Linked DNA regions of Mus musculus: regions 2 and 3 are each linked to region 1. Evidence: chromatin contacts called from public HiChIP or PLAC-seq data. All regions are on one chromosome and are shown on one strand. The core of a region is the stretch at or near the end of the contact, and the rest is flanking DNA. Distances in the headings are between cores, read along the strand shown. Region 1 overlaps Ankrd28 (ankyrin repeat domain 28). Region 2 overlaps Ankrd28 (ankyrin repeat domain 28). Region 3 overlaps Ankrd28 (ankyrin repeat domain 28).

The links. HiChIP or PLAC-seq counts read pairs in DNA pulled down with a chosen protein or histone mark.
Region 2: a contact with region 1 is called in an H3K27ac HiChIP or PLAC-seq map of embryonic fibroblasts, with 12 read pairs. The contact joins two enhancer-like sites. A contact is called at or near these places in 20 of 484 Hi-C or Micro-C datasets (the 3T3-L1 cell line, B cells, the C2C12 cell line and 16 more), 3 of 115 datasets of contacts at active chromatin or transcription factors (the HPC-7 cell line, embryonic fibroblasts and embryonic stem cells) and 4 of 9 other capture datasets (adipose tissue, embryonic stem cells, liver and 1 more).
Region 3: a contact with region 1 is called in an H3K27ac HiChIP or PLAC-seq map of embryonic fibroblasts, with 15 read pairs. The contact joins two enhancer-like sites. A contact is called at or near these places in 1 of 39 promoter capture datasets (the C10 cell line), 15 of 484 Hi-C or Micro-C datasets (B cells, CD4 T cells, the F1.1 cell line and 11 more), 9 of 115 datasets of contacts at active chromatin or transcription factors (the 230-238 cell line, CD8 T cells, the HPC-7 cell line and 6 more) and 4 of 9 other capture datasets (adipose tissue, embryonic stem cells, liver and 1 more).

Annotation. Positions count from the first base shown.
Region 1 is chr14:31,698,731-31,701,895 of GRCm38.p6, reverse strand. Ankrd28 (ankyrin repeat domain 28) reads left to right here. Exons shown (of 28, transcript NM_001024604.2): 28 at 1-1,881. Among named protein-coding and RNA genes, the nearest start is that of Btd, 59 kb to the right of the region's middle. Within about 2 kb of position 1,340, at least 14 of the 459 cell types and tissues checked have an H3K27ac peak or open chromatin away from gene starts, as enhancers often do. A contact at or near this core is called in the C2C12 cell line, embryonic fibroblasts and pancreatic cancer cells, where this site is marked.
Region 2 is chr14:31,766,975-31,770,339 of GRCm38.p6, reverse strand. All of the region lies in intron 2 of Ankrd28 (ankyrin repeat domain 28), which reads left to right. Among named protein-coding and RNA genes, the nearest start is that of Ankrd28, 62 kb to the left of the region's middle. Within about 2 kb of position 1,594, at least 68 of the 459 cell types and tissues checked have an H3K27ac peak or open chromatin away from gene starts, as enhancers often do. A contact at or near this core is called in the C2C12 cell line, embryonic fibroblasts and pancreatic cancer cells, where this site is marked.
Region 3 is chr14:31,784,081-31,787,252 of GRCm38.p6, reverse strand. All of the region lies in intron 1 of Ankrd28 (ankyrin repeat domain 28), which reads left to right. Among named protein-coding and RNA genes, the nearest start is that of Ankrd28, 45 kb to the left of the region's middle. Within about 2 kb of position 1,387, at least 45 of the 459 cell types and tissues checked have an H3K27ac peak or open chromatin away from gene starts, as enhancers often do. A contact at or near this core is called in embryonic fibroblasts and pancreatic cancer cells, where this site is marked.

The sequences.
Region 1 (3,165 bases), core at 91-2,590:
GAATGGAAGAAACATGATGACATTAGGAAGAAGAGTCTTAAAGGCAAGTTTTGCAAAAGGAACTTCTAGAATCTTAATAATGACTTGACCAGTGGAAAACACAGTGATGTCGATTGCTTTGTGGGATCGTTTAATTGGCTTTGCAGTGCCAGAAATTGGGACACTGCTCCCTGACCTGCTTACATGGGCAACACTGCTGTAAAGAAAGAGATCAAAACACTAGATTAAATTTTACCCATAAAATTACAGCTAAATTTTAATGCAATAAAAGTTTGGTATAATAGGCATTATGTACACATCAAATTGCCAAGGACCAAATAACATACAGATTTTTTTATTAGAACTCCATTTTGTGGAAACGGAAATAGATGAAATGAGAAGTCGTCTAAAGCAAACTTCAGTGCTTCTGAAAGTGAGGCCAGATTCGGTTTGGTGTTGGTTTTTATAAGAAAGCATCTACTGTATTAAGCCATGAGAGGAAGCAGATGTATTTTTACATTTTTTAATATAAAAGTTTTTAAATTCCACTTTTTATAGACTTCAGAACCAGTTAACTGGGTGCAGCGTGGTTGAAAGTACTAGAGACAGACGCAGATGAAGTCAGGGCTGTTGCCCACGATTGAGTGGTTTGCTTTTAAATTGAATTGTTTTTGTTTAAGGAATTCCATAGAGGAAATTTTTAATGAATTTAAAAAACAGACTATTTCACCTCTTGTAATGCAGCGGTCCTGGAGAAGGGACATCTGAGCCTCTCTGTGCGCGGCACACCTGCATCACGTTAGTTACTTTGGGACCTCTACCTTTTTTGGCTGGAGGAATTCTATTGTCATTTATTTTAATCTTTGAACTTTAAAAACAAGAATCAAAATTTTAAAAAGTTTGAAGACTCTTGTTATGAAACATTGTCGAAAGCTGGTTGTGAATTCTATACAAACTGGGATTGTAAATGTTTTATGTAAAAGAAAATACTTAAAAATGTACCTGCTTCCTCTCCTGCGTCCTCACAGCACTGGAAGGTTCTTGAATGCATCCTTTCCTTTGTTGTTGTTGTTGTTGTTGTAGTCGTTTGTTGTTTTAAGACAGGGCTCTCTATGTGTAGCCCTGGCTGTACTAGAGTTTGCTTTGTAGACCAGGCTGGCCTCGATCTCACAGAGATTCACCTGTCTCAGCTTCCTAAGTGCTGGGATTAAAGGTGTGCACCACCACTGCCTGGCTTCAGATGTTTTCTTTATAAAAATCAACATCAAACCATTTGGCTTCCTTCTCAGAAGCATTGGAGTTTGCTTTAGATGATGACTCATAACATAAACAGAATCAGGTCATTTGGAAGGCATTTCTGTACTGGGCAAGATTTAAAATACTTCAGGCTTTAGGTCCTCCTGAGATCTAGAGTAGCGGGTGTGCAGCTTCTTACTGTCAGAGCTTGCCTGCCAAATTGAAGACTGCCTTTCAGGTAACAGAGAAGAGGCTGACAGTAGGCTAATTTTAAATTACACTTTTCTGTGGTTCTTTTATTGTAACTGTCACTTTCCCAGTAACAATGATTTTACATTGGGGGGAGGGGTCTTACTAGAGCTGGGTAAAGTTCCATACATTGCAACAAAATGATACCCAATTCCATCTTACCCTTTTTGTATTGTGAAACTGGAACTTTATGACATTGTAAATTATCAGCTGGTTTTTCTGAATATAAAGTGTGAAAACACAGAACAGTATTTTGATCTATTTGATAATTTTGTGGGTTTTTTGAAGAATTAATGAGCATGTACATAGAAATAGTGACTGCTTGAATCCTGTATTTACTTGCACTCTTTCAGTACATCAAGATTCCTGTATATTTTAGAGTATAATAAAACACAGACGTGAGCTGTATTTAATGAATAATGTATTTGTATCTGTGCATATTACTTAAAAATCTATAAAGTTTCTAGGGCATTGACTACTAGATTTTAAGCATTTTTCTAAAATATTTGCAAAATTATAAATATAATCTCCATCTTTTCTTTATAATATAAAGGAGTCGTAATGAACCCTTCGTAATTAATAGTGGGAGAAGGGTAAATATGCATTTTAAAAGACCGTAGACTACATTTCTATTGTACCTTTTAAAAAAGAAAACTCAAGAGGATTCTAAAAGTATACCATATGTGTGCTTTCTCTTTCCTTTTAGGAATTCTCTTCTGAATTCCCTGAGGGAATTTTCTAGAATCTCAGAATTGAAAGAGACCTGAGGTCCATCCAGTCTAACCTCTTAAATGCAGGAGTCCCTTCTCCAAGGTTGTCTTTCCACCTTGAACACTTCCAGTGACTACCTCACGAGCAGTCCATTCATTGTTGAGCAGCTCTGTTAGGAAGGTCTCCTTAATGGAGCTGAAGCCTCCCTCCTGGTAACTTCTGTCCTTGGGCCCAGCTCTGTCCTCCAAGGGAATGCTGGAAGGATGACTTTCCACCCTCTGCCATGTCTTCTCTTTCACAGGCTGAAGTGATTTCCAGATGGACTCATTAGACACATTGTCTGCACATCTATTGAAGTCAAATGTGTAGCTATAAAGTAACAAACTCATCTTTTAATTTATCCTCATATGTATGTAGAGACCAAGATCCTGCATCACTTTAAGTAAAACACTCGGGAGGTGGTTTGTGCTGTTACCAGCCGACTAGAAAAGCTGTTCCTTTGTGGTAGTTTGTCTCTAGCTTGAGCAACCCACTTCCTTTGGTGTGCACTGGAAGAGGGAAATTTTGAAGTACTATCCCAGAAAGTGTTGACTAACACCAGTATTTGGAATAAATACAGGAGCACAGCATAGCGCCATACGTTACTTTATAGTTACATACACCTATAGTGTGCACAAAGCATTGGTCCTGGTGGGTCGGTTGTGTATTTATCCTCGCCCACAAGGGGAAAGTCTGTCGGCCTTTAATTTCTGTGAGAAAGGTGACATCTAAGATATGTGTTACAGAAATACCAGCTTTTGCTCAGAAACAACTTTGGGGGAGATAACGATGACAGGTGACCTCAAACAGTGCCATTTAGTTCAGAGATCTCTAAATGTAGCTGTAAATTTGGGGTTAATTTGGCTTCAAATATTGGATCTTTTAAATGAAATAAAAATTTTTAATGTAAAAAATCAAGTGTCTTTCTTTTTTACATATAAAGAACTTTTT
Region 2 (3,365 bases), core at 345-2,844, 68 kb before region 1:
AGAAATCCATCTTAGCTGTCAGACAGTCATGGTGGAGGAAACATCTCAGGGAGGAGACAGCATGCTTCACTCTTCTCTGTGGAGTTACTTGGGACTTTGTGCTCTATAGCAATCTCAGCACTGCAGTCAGATTCTGCAGTATAGTCTGTTTCTCTCGGAAGAAGGGGAAGGGGTAGAGCTGACAACAGTGAACGGCAGACAGCTCTAGTCAGTCACTCTGCTGGCCTCTTTATTTTTATTTTTTAAAACAAGTACATGGTAAGAACTCCCTCCCTCCCTCCCTCCCTCCCTCCCTCCCTCCCTCCCTCCGGGTATTGTGTGTGCGCACGTGCACAGTGCGCATGTCATAGCTCATATGTGTAAGACAGGGAACAACTTGTTAGAGTCAGTTCTCTTCTTCTACCTTCTGGGTTCCAGGGATTGAACTCAGGTCATCAGGTTTGTTGACAAGTGGTTTTATTTTATTATGGTCCCTGCTTCTTAATTTAAATTATAAGTACAGTATTTCATTGTGTAGATGTCCAACTGGAAATTTCAGATATGTTAAAAGTCTGATGTTTATTAAGCATTTCAATGTACCAATATATTCACTAGGCCTTTTTTTAAAAATTAAGCTCAAGGTTTTTCATTAATAATGCATAACTTAGTAATAGGAATATTTTTCTTGAACTATACCCACAATTTATTATCCATACCTTCCATTTTGCGTTTCTTTAAGTGATAGGAGAAAGTAAGCCCTTAACTGACCATGTTAAGCCAGGCCTGGTGGCACGTGTCTATAGTCTCCTCACCATGAAAGCAGAGGTAGGATAATCTTGAGTTTTAAGCCTACATGGATTACATAAGAGCTCTAGGCTAGCCTGTATTCATAGGGAGATTCTCTAGGACAAAACTAGCTTAGAGTAAAACTCTGGCTCTTTATAAAAGCAGGCAGCTTTAGTGTTGCAGTTTCTCACCCTTTTCCCATTTTGTAGCACTTGCCTTTATTGAATTTTAAAAATAATATTTAGCCTGTTCATCATCGAAACACTTGGTTCTTCATTCCTGATTTAGTTATTTAAATGCTATTTAAATAAGCTACAAATACACAAATTACTAACACATTTTACCCTTGGCAAACATAGACCCCATTGTATGATCAAGAGTGTGTGGATTTAGTAGTGGAAGACTGTGAGTCAAAGTACCTTGTGTAAAAACTAGTTATTCATGCTACCCAGGAGCCAAGAATATTAGTTAATCATGTGAGTTAAATAAAGGTTGATGAAGAGCTTCTTGTGTTCTATTATTTAAGTAACCATTTAGGGGACATCTAATTGTTTTCAGCATTTGCTTCCTGCAATGATTGAATAAACAAGTTAGAATTCATTTTTTTAAAACATAAGTTTTAAAGCCATATTTTACTAAAGGGACTTTTAGCTATTTTAATGCCTAATTTTCAGTGTTGAACTCTAGTAGAGTGAAATAAGATCTGTATTTTTTCTTTCATTATTAATTAATTCCCTTTTATTTTGATTTGCATAGAAGAATGCTATGTTTGTATGAGTCATAAAATAGCTTCATAGTATTGTGAGCATTGAGTCACAGAATTCCAGGCATCTCTCAGACACAGATGACTCACTTTCTGTGTCATCGTGCTTGCTGTAATGCTTATGCGTTACATTAGAGATGTTTGTCTATTTGACTAGGTCTAATCACATTTTAACATTAGCAACATTTGTTTGTTTAATGGGTAGCACCAAAAAGCCTAGGCAACGAGTTCTTTTTAAAACACACTTCTAAATTAGTCTTCAGCTTTCAGTAAATTTTTATATTTCAGTGCTTGCCAGACAATCTCTGTAAGCTTTTTAGCACTGTTTGGTGTATGATTTCTCTCTATATTCTATTTCCTGGGGTGAAAATTAGAATAAAAGGCGTGATGCAGTAGATTCTAACTCTGGTCATAGAGAGGAAAAACTCTTAGCTCACTAACTTATTTAACATTAATAGCACTAAACTAATTTCCTGTACAGTATTTTTACATAGTATTGCTAAGCCTCCCCACTCTAATCCACACTCTCAGCTGTCCTTAGAGTGAGTTAGAGAGTCCCAAACTAGAAAATTTTACAATCTTGAGCTGAGGAGATAGCTCAGTGGGTAAAGTGCTTGTTAGACAATCATGAGGAACAAAGTTCGATGTCTGACCCCCACCTAAGAGCTGGATGTGGTAGTGCGTGAATACCAGCACTAGGAAGGCAGAAAGTTACCTGGGGATGACTAGACAACTAGCCTACCCTAATGGTCAGCAAGCCCTGGGTCCCAGGAACTGATCCTGTCAGAACAAAGCAGACAGTTCTTGATGAATGGTCCTGAGGTTGACATCTGACCTCCACATGCACACATACACAGCCATGTATCCACATGTACAGCATCCCTCCCCCGAAAAAAATCAGGAAGACTGGAGTAATATCCTGAATAGTCTATAAAAGTGGGTGTTCCAAGATGGTGGCTTAGTTCTTGAGATCATTCACAATCATAGTCACAATCTGCTCTGATAGTGGCCTACATCTACATGTTCAAAGTTAGCTCAGTTTCAAATCTGCCTTTCAGCCTATAGGAAGTAGGAAGATACTCCAGCTATAACGTAGTTTTTGTTTTGTTTTCATTTCATTTTGTTTTTTAAGGCAAGATCTTGCTTAGTTTAGTTTAGGCTGATCCAGAACTCCACTATGTAGCCCAGAGTGGAGTTGATCCTCGGCCTCAGCCTTAGCCTCAGCCTCGGCCTCCCCCTCCCCCTCCCCCATGCTGCTGATGTGCATGCACTCACCCAGCTTGACAGATGCCTTTTAAAGGGAAGGCATTTTCAAAGGTCTGGCATTTGATTTCACTATTCTACTATTGGTCCACACTAAGTATAAGTACTTCAGGTAATCTAGGGATATAACCTCTTATTTACCATGTGGGTAAATGGCAAGTTATAGCTTGCTTTCTATAGACAGTAAGAAAAACGGATTAAAAAAGAAAAAGAAAAAAAAAAACAAAAACACTTAATCTACTACAAAAGTCTTCATGAACAATACTAAGTGTAAATTTCAGAATAATTATCCCTAAGTAAATAATTTTTTTAAATTCAGCCATGTCAGTAATAGTCAATTGTAGATTTGTGTGGTATCTTAATGTGACATTACTTTATACCTTGCTTCATCAATTGGTGCACACTTGATTAGGAGAAAGAAAATCACAAAGCTGTATATTAACGGAGCTCTCCTTTCTGGGGAAAGATTTGGAAAAAGATGTATTTTTCTTCTTTAAAACAGACATGAAAGTATTCTGGATGTGAAAGGAAAAACTAATAAATATTAAGACTAACCTTAGGATAATTTTAATTC
Region 3 (3,172 bases), core at 138-2,637, 85 kb before region 1:
TAATAGACATGTACCATAATACCCAGCTGAGTTGAGGTTATTCTAAACAGGCTAAATTCTGCCTGCTAAAAACAACTAAACACTGAAGAGATGGCTCATTGAGTCAGAGACTTAGCACGCTTACAGCAGAGCTGGGTTAAGTGCCAATCATCCACATGACAGCTCACAGCTGCCCGTGACTCCATTTCCAGGGGACCCCATGTCCTTTTTCTGGCTTCCATGAGCAACAGGCACTCACATGGTATACACATACATGCAAGTCTCACACATAAACATTAAATTCTTTAAAAAGGCTAAAGAAGGATTATTTACAATTCATGCTGTTTTCTGTGATTTGAAAATACCTGGGTAAATGTAGTATCACGTTACTGTACTGCAAAAGTTGAGAAGAACAGTTTGCAATTCAAAAACAAGTTGCTATGGTTACCCGGTGTTTGCTTTTTAAAGCAATAATTACACAAAATACCCAAAGAATTTCCTTTAGTACAGAAAGGTCGTAGCTTATGTGTATGCTAGTTATTCCACACACAAATTGAAACTGTATATATCACTTCCGTCCTAAAGTATCATTTGGAAAATACTAAAGAAAATGATTCATGTCTTTTTGAGCTGTAACAGGGTGGAGACATACTGAACACTATTTTAAAATTCAAGTAATGACTCAGATAGTTTAGGACATTTTTCTTATTCTTTAGTTCCTTTTATCAAATAATGCTGTAGTTCTACATAACAAATTTATGGTTAAAAGAACGAAAGTATTTTTCTGGTGTGTTTGTGATGTGAAGTCTTTTTAATACATTTTTATGGCTTTAATAACCTTATAAAAAGCCATGCTTATAACTGTTAATTCCATTAATTATAGCTTGTTTCAAACTTCTTAAAAACAAAGAAGATATCTTATTAGAGTCTATGACAAGTTCATTCTTAGCCAACAATCATTCTGGAATTTTTATTGTTTTCTTGACATATTCCTAATATCCAGCATCACAGGCATACCTAAACGCTTTTAAGACAATATAAGGTTAATTGTTATATTTTAATGGCCCTTTTATTTATAATAGGATATTATTTGTTCTTTAATATTAGGGCTATTTTAAACTGAAAATACTTTATATTTAAAGTAGAAGCTGGATTAAATAGTAAAGGGTCTTATCACAGTAGCAGTAATTGAAATACTATGCTGTAAAAGGTTGAGTGCTTTAGTTACTGCTGTGACCATAGGAAGTGGCTCACTTTCTCCTTTCTGCTTTTCTCTCAGTCAGACTTAGTATGGACTCTAGGATAACTCCAGCCATAAGATACTCAGCACATTTCACAACATCATTATCAAATATGCTGTTGTCCAGTAGGAGGGGACATTTCCCTCTATCTCTCCCTTTTTAGGTTAAAAAAAGAGAGACTTTCCTAGAAACACTACAGATGACTTTCCTTTGCATGTGACAGAGCAAGCTGGCTCAGAGCATGTCATTTCCCAAATGAGTCACTTACTAGGTAGAATAGAATTACCATGATCACCTTACACTATTCAAGATTTCTCCAAGTCATGTGGAATATAGAAATGGCATCCAAACAAAACTAAAGGTAGTCTGTAAGAAGGAAGGGTCAGTGGTGGTTAGCTAAGTAGGCAACAAGTAGCAAGCCACATATTACATAGAAAAGTCAAGCCTTGTCATTTTCTTCCAGGGTTAATTTTCCCACCAATTTAAATGATTCACAACACACCGATAATGGAGGGTTCTAGAGTTTTGTTTTTGTTTTTTGTTTTTTTCTTTTTTTAAAGCAGGAGAAAACAGATTGAAACAAAGCATTGTATAAATGTCACAAGAAAAACGTCAAGTATATGAAAACAATATATTTACAAATAGGAAATAGGAAAATTACTCTTTAATTTTTTTGGTCACATGCAATGACAATTTCATTTTCAAATGTTTCCTGTTAACCTACCCTATGAAAACCATCCTCCTTTCTGCACCCTCGTGATCATAATTCATCAGTTAATACCCCTTTCACCTGTTGAACGGGGCCCCTGAGCTCATTCTGTAGCTTGGCTGCTGCTATCACTGGACTGTGATAGTGATAGATATGTAGTGTCTCTGTTATATGCTGACTTTGACTTCTTTGGGTATATACTGCTGAGTGATGTAGACGGGTCATACAGTTCTATTTTTAATTTCCTGAGGAACCTCTCTGTTGATTTCCATAGTGGCTGGATTAATTTACATTACCATACATACGCAGTATATAAGGGTGCCGTGTCCTAACATTCCTAGCATTTGTTGTGTTTGTAGGTTATTGCTTTGGTTTTGGACAAGGTGTAGCTCTACTCCAGGCTGATTCCCTCCTCTATCCCCTGGATCCACTTGGTTTCTGTTTCTCATTAGAAAAGAAAAGTCTTCTAAGAGATAACAACTAAACATGACAAAATAAAATAAAACATGATGAAGCAAAAACCAACCATATCAGAGTTGGACACAGCAACCCATCAGGAAGAAGAGCCCCAAGGGTGGGCACGAGAGTCAGAGTTCTCATAAGCAGGAGTCCCATGAAAATACTAAGCCAATAGCTACAATTTACGCACAGAGGACCTGGTGCAGACCCTTGCAGGCCCTGTGCTTGCTGCTTCAGTTCAGTCTCTGTGAGCTCGTATGTGCCTGGTTGGTTCAGGGCGCCTTGTTCTCCTGGTGTCCTCCATCCCCTCTGACTTTTATAATCTTTCTGCTTCCTCTTCCGAAGAATTCTCTGAGCTCTGAGTTTCAGAAGGATTTGGTACAGACCTTCCATTTAGACTCCGCGTAATGTCTGACTGGGTCTCTTCATCTTGTTTTAGACAATTTAAATTTTACCAGTTTTGCCTATCGTTTTTTTGTTTGTTTGTTTGAGACAGGGTTTCTCTGTGTAGCCCTGGCTGTCCTGGAACTCACTCTGTAGACCAGGCTGGCCTCGAACTCAGAAATCTGCCTGCCTCTGCCTCCCGAGTGCTGGGATTAAAGGCGTGCACCACCACGCCTGGCACGTATTTTCTAAGTATTTGACATATTACACATAGAGAAAATATGACACTATTTGTTCAGTTAGTGCTATGGTATTTTTTGGTACATGTTTTTAAAATAAATAATCTTGTTCAGGGTGGTTTTATGTATATTTTTAGGTGACTACAGTATATTAGACTTTT